2 separate regions of the Mus musculus genome follow, and region 2 is linked to region 1. The links are chromatin contacts, called in public HiChIP or PLAC-seq maps. All regions are on one chromosome and are shown on one strand. The core of a region is the stretch at or near the end of the contact, and the rest is flanking DNA. Distances in the headings are between cores, read along the strand shown.

Region 1 (4,025 bases), core at 1,445-3,944:
ACTATCAAAAACTAAGGTAGTAACTCCAATTGCAACTGCTGTACCAGATGTAGTTTCCTTACTTGAGCAAATTAGTGTCTCCTGGTCTACAGAGCAGGTTTAAGGCCAGCACTAAGAACCCATTCCTAATGGATACTTTAAAAAATATAACCGAGAGTTACCTGGCAATATTTATCCCCAGGTAGTTTAATTATTTCAATTTCATCTCTTATTCAGTAATATTGTGAACTTGTTTCAATTCCACAATTGATTTTTATAAATTATCTCTATGCTTTATGTGGTATCTCTTTTCCATACATTTGGTTATTTAACATACGTGAGCATGGGTTGAAAATGCTCCTGATGGTGGTGGACCAGCCTGACTCCATCTTATTAGAAGCCATCTTATTACAATGTCGAAATAAATTCCCTCCTATTTTCTGTAAAAATTAAATTTTACCAGATCCTGATCCATTTTCAAGAATTTTTGACATTCTGGGGCTGGAGAGATGGCTCAGCGGTTAAGAGCACTGACTGCTCTTCCAAAGGTCCTGAGTTCAAATCCCAGCAACCACATGGTGGCTCACAGCCATCCATAATGAGATCTGAGACACTCCCTCTTCTGGAGTGTCTGAAGACAGCTACAGTGTACTTACATATAATAAATAAATAAATTTAAAAAAAAGAATTTGACATTCTTATAAGATGTTCTGCCAAATAATTTTGAAATATTTTTGCCAAGTTCCTATATAATCAAAAACCTTTGGACCCCCACCCCCACCCCACAGCCTTACAGTTTGGGGGCAGGGGCTAATATAAACCCCACCTTCTCCTATGTCTGATGCTAGTATCTCAGACCCACATCAGGGAGATAGCCCTGTCTGACAGAAACTAAGGCTTTCATAAATTGACCAAAGAATTTGGACAATGGTCTTTACTCTCTTCAGTGGGATTAACAATGGCTAGGACTCCTCTGCCCCTTCAGTTGTTCAATGGGAGGAGAGGCCCTTGGTATTGTGAAGGCCATATGCCCCAGGACAGGGGAATGCCAGGGCCAGGAAGCGGGAGTGGGTGGGTTGGGGAGCAGGGCAGAGGGAGGGTATAGGGGGCTTTGGGGATAGCATTTGAAATGTAAATAAAGAAAATATCTAATTAAAAAAAATGCTTTAGAGCTGGGAGTGGTGGCGCACGCCTTTAATCCCATCACTCGGGAGGCAGAGGCAGGCGGTTCGAGGCCAGTCAGGACTATACAGAGAAACCCTGTCTCAGAAAAAGAAAAAAAAAAGCCTTAAAATGAAAAAAAGAAAGAAAAGAAAAGAAAAATAGGTGCTGCTCAGAGATAACGCGGAGGCTTTTTAGTTGTTGACTTTTTTCAATTCGCTTCCCCAGTTCTACTTTGGGTATGAGAGGAGGGTGTTTTGTTTTGTTTTTGTTTTTGTTTTTGCTTTCTTTTGTAAGGTTTCACACTTGCCAACCCTTGACAGACAAGGAGTTTTGAGAAACAGAAGGGAGAGATGATTCTTTATCTTCACCAGTTGGCGTTTTAAAATTAAAATTAAATTAATATTAACCCCAGTATCTCTTTGATACAAAGGAAAAAAAAAAAAGGAAACTCATTAAGAATGTCAAAAGATACCACCCATAAGCTTTAAACTAACACTCCTGAGGCAAAACACTATAAATTTGTAAACACAAACTGTTGCCTGGTAGGGGTGGTGATTCTGAGAGGGAGGATAGTCTTCAAACATGTTTGTAGAATCTTGTTTTAAAATATGTTGTTATCTTTAAGAAGGAGTACAAGGTCTGGAGATATGGATCAGCAGTTAAGAGCACTGACTGCTCTTCCAGAGATCCTGAGTTCAAGTTTCCCCAACCACATGGTGGCCTTCAACCATCTGTAATGGGGATCCAATGCCCTCTTCTGGTGTGTATGGAGACAGCTACATATATACATATGTATATATCATATATACATATAAGGATCCACATGATCCTTTCAAATATACATATATTTTATATTATAAATATAACATTTAAAATAAGTGCAAGTTATTTGCTTCTGCTGAGTCATTTATGTTGTTAGCACTACACACTAAATACTTATGGAGGGTATAGTACATTTCCTTAAGTCCTTTTTCCCATTTCTTGCCTGAGCTCTCTGGACAAAATGGAAATTTCCCTTAGGGTAATATTATTTCAAGCTATTCTCTTGAGATAGGACTTAATGGCTGTGAATCACTGATGTAAACATGGAGGATCAGAGGGCTGGAGAGATGGCTCGACAGTTTGGAGCTCAACAGTTGCTCTTTCTGAGGACCTAGGTTCAGTTCCCAGCACCCACATGACAGTTTACAGCCATCTGTAACTCCATCTGTAACACCAGTTGCAGGGGATCTGATCCACTCTTGTGGACTCTTCGGATGACACCAGACACATATTCATGCACGTATATGGTACACATGCATACATGTAAGCATCACACACGTGCATGTAAAATAAATAAGACTTTTAAAAATTATTTCAGTAGATTTTTTTTTTAAAAAAGAAATAAATATTTTAAGATCATAAGTATCTAAAAATCACGATTTTGCTTACGCCCTCTTCTGGCGCTGGGAGTGGAGATTTTTGTGGTTTTCCTTCTTTCCTTCCCATTGTCTCAGCCCCTCCCCCACCCCTTTGCTCTTGTTTACTCTTGCTGTTTCCTGTCACACTGGTTGGTTCACCCTCTGGCCCCATTCTCTTAAAGTGGCATAGGTTACAGATTCAATTTCCCCTGAAAGTTACACAGAAAAAGAAAGCATTTTTGTCATCGCATTTTTTTGGTCCCTAGTCAAGAGGAAAATGGAGTTTAAAATGTAAGTGCTTAAAAAACTCACTGAATTGGTATCAGTTTCAATTTTTTATATGAAAGCTGTTTCATTTGTCTTGGGTTTGAGTGCTTAGATTCAAGCTCCTAATTAAAAGTATACAGACATGTATGAAAATTCCACAATGAAATCCATTACTTTGTATGCTAACTTTAAGGTCAACAAGGGAATGAGAGGCAGGTAAGGGTGCTTGCTGCACAGATGTGAATCCTCAGCTTCTACTTAAAAAGCCAAGTATGGGCCTAGAGAGTTGGCTCAGTGGTTTAGTGCACTAGCAGTTCTTCCAGAGGTTCTGAGTTCAATTCCCAGCACCCACAGGTTGGCTCATAACTGTGTTTAACTCTAGCTGCAGGGGATCCAATGCTCTCTTCTGGCCTCTAAAGGCACTGGGTGCACATATGCTACACAGAGATATATACATACACATAAAATACATTAAAAAATATTTTGGGCTGGAGAGATGGCTCAGTGGTTAAGAGCACTGACTGCTCTTCCAGAGGTTCTGAGTTCCATTCCCAGCAACCACATGGTGGCTCACAACCATCTGTAATGGGATCTGATGCCCTCTTTTGGTGTGTCTGAAGACAGCTACAGTGTACTCACACAAATAAAATAAATATATATATATATTTTTTAAAAAGCCGACTATGGCTGCACATAACTGAAATCCCAAGACTATTGCATATTGAGGTCTGGTCTTTTCTGTGTATTGCAATGCTAAATGCAGGCCCCCAAGACCTGGTTGCCCCAGAGACAAGAGAGTCCTCACGTAGACCCATGTGAAGCTATGTGACCTTGCCCCCACCCCCAAGTTATTTGGTGAATAAAGATGCTGACAGCTAATAGCTGGGCAGAAGAGACATAGATGGTGTACTGGCTAGTTTTGTGTCAACTCGACACAGCTGGAGTTACCACAGAGAAAGGAGCTTCAGTTGAGGAAATGCCTCCATGAGATCCAGCTGTAAGGCATTTTCTCAATTAGTGATCAAGGGGGAAAGGCCCCTTGTTGGTGGGACCATCTCTGGGCTGGTTAGTCTTGGTTCGATAAGAGAACAGGCTGAGCAAGCGAGGAGAGGCAAGCCAGTAAGTAACATCCCTCCATGGCCTCTGCATCAGCTCCTGCTTCCTGACCTGCTTGAGTTCCAGTCCTGACTTCCTTTGGTGATGAACAGCAGTATG
Region 2 (4,011 bases), core at 760-3,259, 42 kb after region 1:
GTAGGAAGTCCAGGGCAGAAGAAAGGTGTCTGTGGGTGTTGGCAGTTTGAAGTACACTAGACTATCCAGTCTGTACTGTGCTCAGAGGCTGTCCGAGCCTCAAGAACTTCCTTGTGTTCTGTTGCTCTATGTTTGTTTGTCCTAATAGTTCATAATCAGGGCGAAGCAGGAGGTTTGGCTAGCCTTTCTTTGCCCCTCCCCACACCCTATGTTTGGTTTGTCAATCAAATGTTACTTTTAACATTTATTCCTCTGCAAATACAGCTGATTTCCACCTAATCATTTCTAAGAGAAGAAACTTCAGGTCAACTGAAGAAAAGGGTTGGGCCGGGGGATAAGGGATGTTATCTTACTGAATCAGAGACTGGGGACAAGGGATGTTATCTTACTGAAGCTCAGAGACGGAGAGGAGCAGGGTTCTGGGCAGAGACTGGGAATGAGTCACCCAGCTAGGGACAAGACCTGGCTGGCTGCAGGCGGCCTTCGCTAGTCTAGTAAGGCTCTGAAGTACAACCCATCACTGTCATGCCAGCTTCCAAGTAGGAGTCAGTCCCAAGACAGGCATTTTTATGAGTTGTTATGGATCCTATGTCCAAGTAATAAAATCTTGGCTTTGTAGTTATTTTTATTTTTTTATTTTTTCAAGAGAAGGTGTTGCTAAGTAGATCATGGTGACCTCAGACTTGTAGCACTCCTCCTGCCTCTGTCCCCGAAGGGCTGACATTACAGACCCATGTGTCACTACACCCAGCTTGGTTCCCTTCAAACAGCTCAGATTGCTTTCATCCTTGCACAGTATTTGTGTTAGCAGATTCTTGTTACCCTGGCATGCTTCAAGCATTGTGAACTCTAATGCTGCTTCTTCCCACCTCAAATGGCTACACTGTCTCTCTCTCCCACCTGTTTATGAAATATTTTAGTGATTTATATCTTTTTCAAAACCTGCTTCTACAACAGGTGGCCAGACAATATGGCCCAGACACACCAACAGTACCTACTAGGGCCCCTACCAAACCATCCCTAAGGGCAGACACTATATTTTAAAGATGATTAAAAGTGAGGTTAACGGCTGAGAGAGCTGGCTTAGCAGACAATACACTTGCCATTCAATCATCAGGACTTGAACTTGAGTCTCCAGAATTCACATGAAGCCAGAAGTCTGTAATCCCAGCACTCTTTAGGCAATATGGGAGAGGCAACAAGAGACCAACAAGAGGATCCTAGGAACCAGGTAACCTGGAGTACACAAGTAGCTGTTGAGGAAGAGATAGAAGAAAGTGAGGCACTACACCCAGGGCTGTTCTCTGACGTCCCCTTGTGTGACCAAAGTCACATTCATACATGAAGTGAAACTAAAGCTGAAAACAATCTTTCCAAGTTAACATAGCTAGAAAATATTAGAACCAGGACTTCATTTTGGGCATTCCATTTCAAAATTTCTACTAAGTGTGTCTATGTGTGTGTGTGTCCAGAGGATAACTTTCAAGGGCAGTTCTTTCCTTCATGGTGGTTTGGTCATCAAGTTCAGATCATCAAGCTTGCTTGACAAGTACTCTTGCTGGCTGAGAGCCATCTCACTGGCTCTAGACTTTCTAACTTCTAGGTCTTTAGGTATATTCGGTTAAATATGACATGCTGTCAATTTTACTTCCTTTAAGGTTAGACCAACGAATGGAAACATTAAATTACAGCCGTTAGTCTAAGGGAAGGATCTTGGTAAAAGAAACTGAGATTAAAAAGCTGAAATGGCCAAAAGAATAACATAAACAGAGCTACTTGTAGAGCAGAAAGTTGAGTTCGGAGGAAATGAAGAAGCAAGACTAGGATGTCAGCGAGAGAGGCACAGACAAGATGAAAGGGATGAAGAAAAGATGAAAGCCCAAGTACCAACTAGGAAAGGGCAGCGGAGGACCTAGTGGGAGTCCGAAGTAGGCAGGGCTGAAGATTCCCGGAACTCCCACAGGTCCCGCCCACCTCGAGCTCGCTCCGCCCCCCCGACTCCTCTCCCCGCCCCCGGTCTCTTAGGTGATGCTGCAGCCAAGATGGCGCTGGCGGCGGCCGCGGCGGCCTGAGCGTCATGCTTCGGGCTCTCGGCGGCGGCTGCGGCGGCTGTGGCCTCGGCCAGGCCCTCGAGTCTCTTCTGAGAGTGATCTCTCCGGCGCTTCTCCTCCGGGCCGGTGAGGCGGGACCGAAAGAAGACTGCCGCGAAGTGAGGAGGCTGTGAGGAGCGACAAGAGAGCGGCGCTCCAGCCCGGCGGGCACCATGGCTGGGATCATCAAGAAACAGATCCTGAAGCACCTCTCCAGGTCAGCGAGCGCTCGGGGCCGGTCCCGTCCGCTGGCCGCCGGTTCTCGGGTCCAGGTCGCAGGTTCGGGCTCTGCCGGTGCCGCTGGCGCCCCCGACCGGCCTCCGGAGTCACGCGGAGGGCGGCGGGGCTCGGCGGGCCGGGGTCTCCTCCTCCGCCGGGGGCCGCTCCTGCGCCGAGGCTGGTGACGTCCCCGGCGTCACTCAGGTGCTGGGTGGATGGGGTTGGGCTGGGACCCGGTCCGGCTCGGAAGCTCCCGGGGCTCGGAGCCGAGCGGCTCCGTTAGCCGAGGACTGGGGTGTGTGTGTGCCAGTGAAACGTTAACCTTGGGATTGTTCTCGGTGCCCCCTACCTGGCGTCCCCGCTCCGCTGCACGGGAGGGTGTGCTTGTTTGCACAGTTCGGATTTGTTTTAGGGGAAATTAAGCAGGACTTCTCCGCTTCGGCCAGTTCTCCGTGGAAGTCGTTTTCAGTCCCGCATCGCGTTCGTTCTTGCTGCAGAGTTTTCCGATTTTGTTCCGCGACCCTTGAGTTCAGGGAGTTAACGTCCCTGGTGTTTAAACCCCAGACGTGTCACTCTTTCCATTTCATAACACAGTTTTAGTCAGAAACATGACTCAGTAAACTGGCAGTTTGTTACTGCTCTTGGCTTCTCCATATTTGTCTCAAGAAACAGGCTAAATGTAGGACCCTGTTCCAAGTTGGTGACAGAGAATTAAAAGCTCTTGGTTAGGATCTCTTTCTCTCCTCTGTTATTTGTAAGTTAATGAATGCTTTTAACTGATTAAAGGAACGTTCTCAGGTTTAATGATAGACTTGTATAGTAAACATGTCTTCATTTTCTGGATATGTGTGTGTGTGTGTGTAATACATATATATATATTACAGTTGAGAACATATTGAACAAAACAATACTATGATTCAGCAGATATTTTCCTGACATTATATCTTTATATTGAATAAAATTTAATACACACAGTATGTATACATAAAGTATCAAACTATAGCAAAGTTTGTGACCGTGTGTTTGGTTCTTAGTATCACTAATTAGAGAGAGAGAGAGAGAGTGAGTGTGTGTGTGTGTGTGTGTGTGTGTGTATTTAAACAGGTTAAGTAGCTCAGGCTGTCCTGAAAATAAATCTCAGGCTACCCTCAAGTTCAGTGTCATCCTGCCTCACCTTCCTGAGTGCTGAGATTACAGGTCTGTGCTACCATGCTTTGTTGGATTTTTTTTAATTATATAGATAGTGCAATACTGAGTCATCTTATTTTGAATAATGTTTATTACTTAGGGTGAGTCTGACTCATGAGATACACTTCGCCCTTGCCTATTTCAAGAGCCATAAGAAAATTCAGATCCATAGACACTGATTTTATTGCCCTTTTCTCTCCCAGGGATAATGATACTGTACCACTCTGTATGCCCAAAAGAAAATCTAATTCAGTCGATAAGTGCCTTAGGGCATTATCCTTTAATTCTCTTGTATAAGTCCATTTGGGAAGACCTCTTAAGAGCAGGCGTGTAATGGCTTACTCTGCCACATAGATAACTCCCACATACTTAGAGTTAAGCCCTTAGGATTACATTATAATCTTCCTGATTTCTTACACCTGTGTGGTAAATAGTAATGAGCATTTCATTTTAAATCAGAAAGTTTCTAAAACATAGCATTTTCTTTCTTTTTAAATGGAGAAACCATTTGTAG

What was found. HiChIP or PLAC-seq counts read pairs in DNA pulled down with a chosen protein or histone mark.
Region 2: a contact with region 1 is called in a BATF HiChIP or PLAC-seq map of CD8 T cells, with 13 read pairs. The contact joins the promoter of Uhrf1bp1l here to the enhancer-like site in region 1. A contact is called at or near these places in 2 of 39 promoter capture datasets (3T3-L1-derived adipocytes and macrophages), 1 of 15 datasets of contacts at CTCF or cohesin (CD8 T cells), 4 of 484 Hi-C or Micro-C datasets (muscle stem cells, nephron progenitors, pre-B cells and 1 more), 10 of 115 datasets of contacts at active chromatin or transcription factors (CD8 T cells, the SCID.adh cell line, effector CD8 T cells and 5 more) and 2 of 9 other capture datasets (adipose tissue and liver).

Annotation. Positions count from the first base shown.
Region 1 is chr10:89,700,592-89,704,616 of GRCm38.p6, forward strand. It overlaps 1500026H17Rik (RIKEN cDNA 1500026H17 gene), which reads left to right. Exons shown (of 3, transcript NR_130956.1): 3 at 1-275. Among named protein-coding and RNA genes, the nearest start is that of 1500026H17Rik, 16 kb to the left of the region's middle. Within about 2 kb of position 2,695, at least 42 of the 459 cell types and tissues checked have an H3K27ac peak or open chromatin away from gene starts, as enhancers often do. A contact at or near this core is called in CD8 T cells, adipose tissue, effector CD8 T cells and 2 more, where this site is marked.
Region 2 is chr10:89,742,982-89,746,992 of GRCm38.p6, forward strand. Uhrf1bp1l (UHRF1 (ICBP90) binding protein 1-like) reads left to right here and starts at 2,010. Exons shown (of 21, transcript NM_029166.2): 1 at 2,010-2,307. The coding sequence starts at 2,264.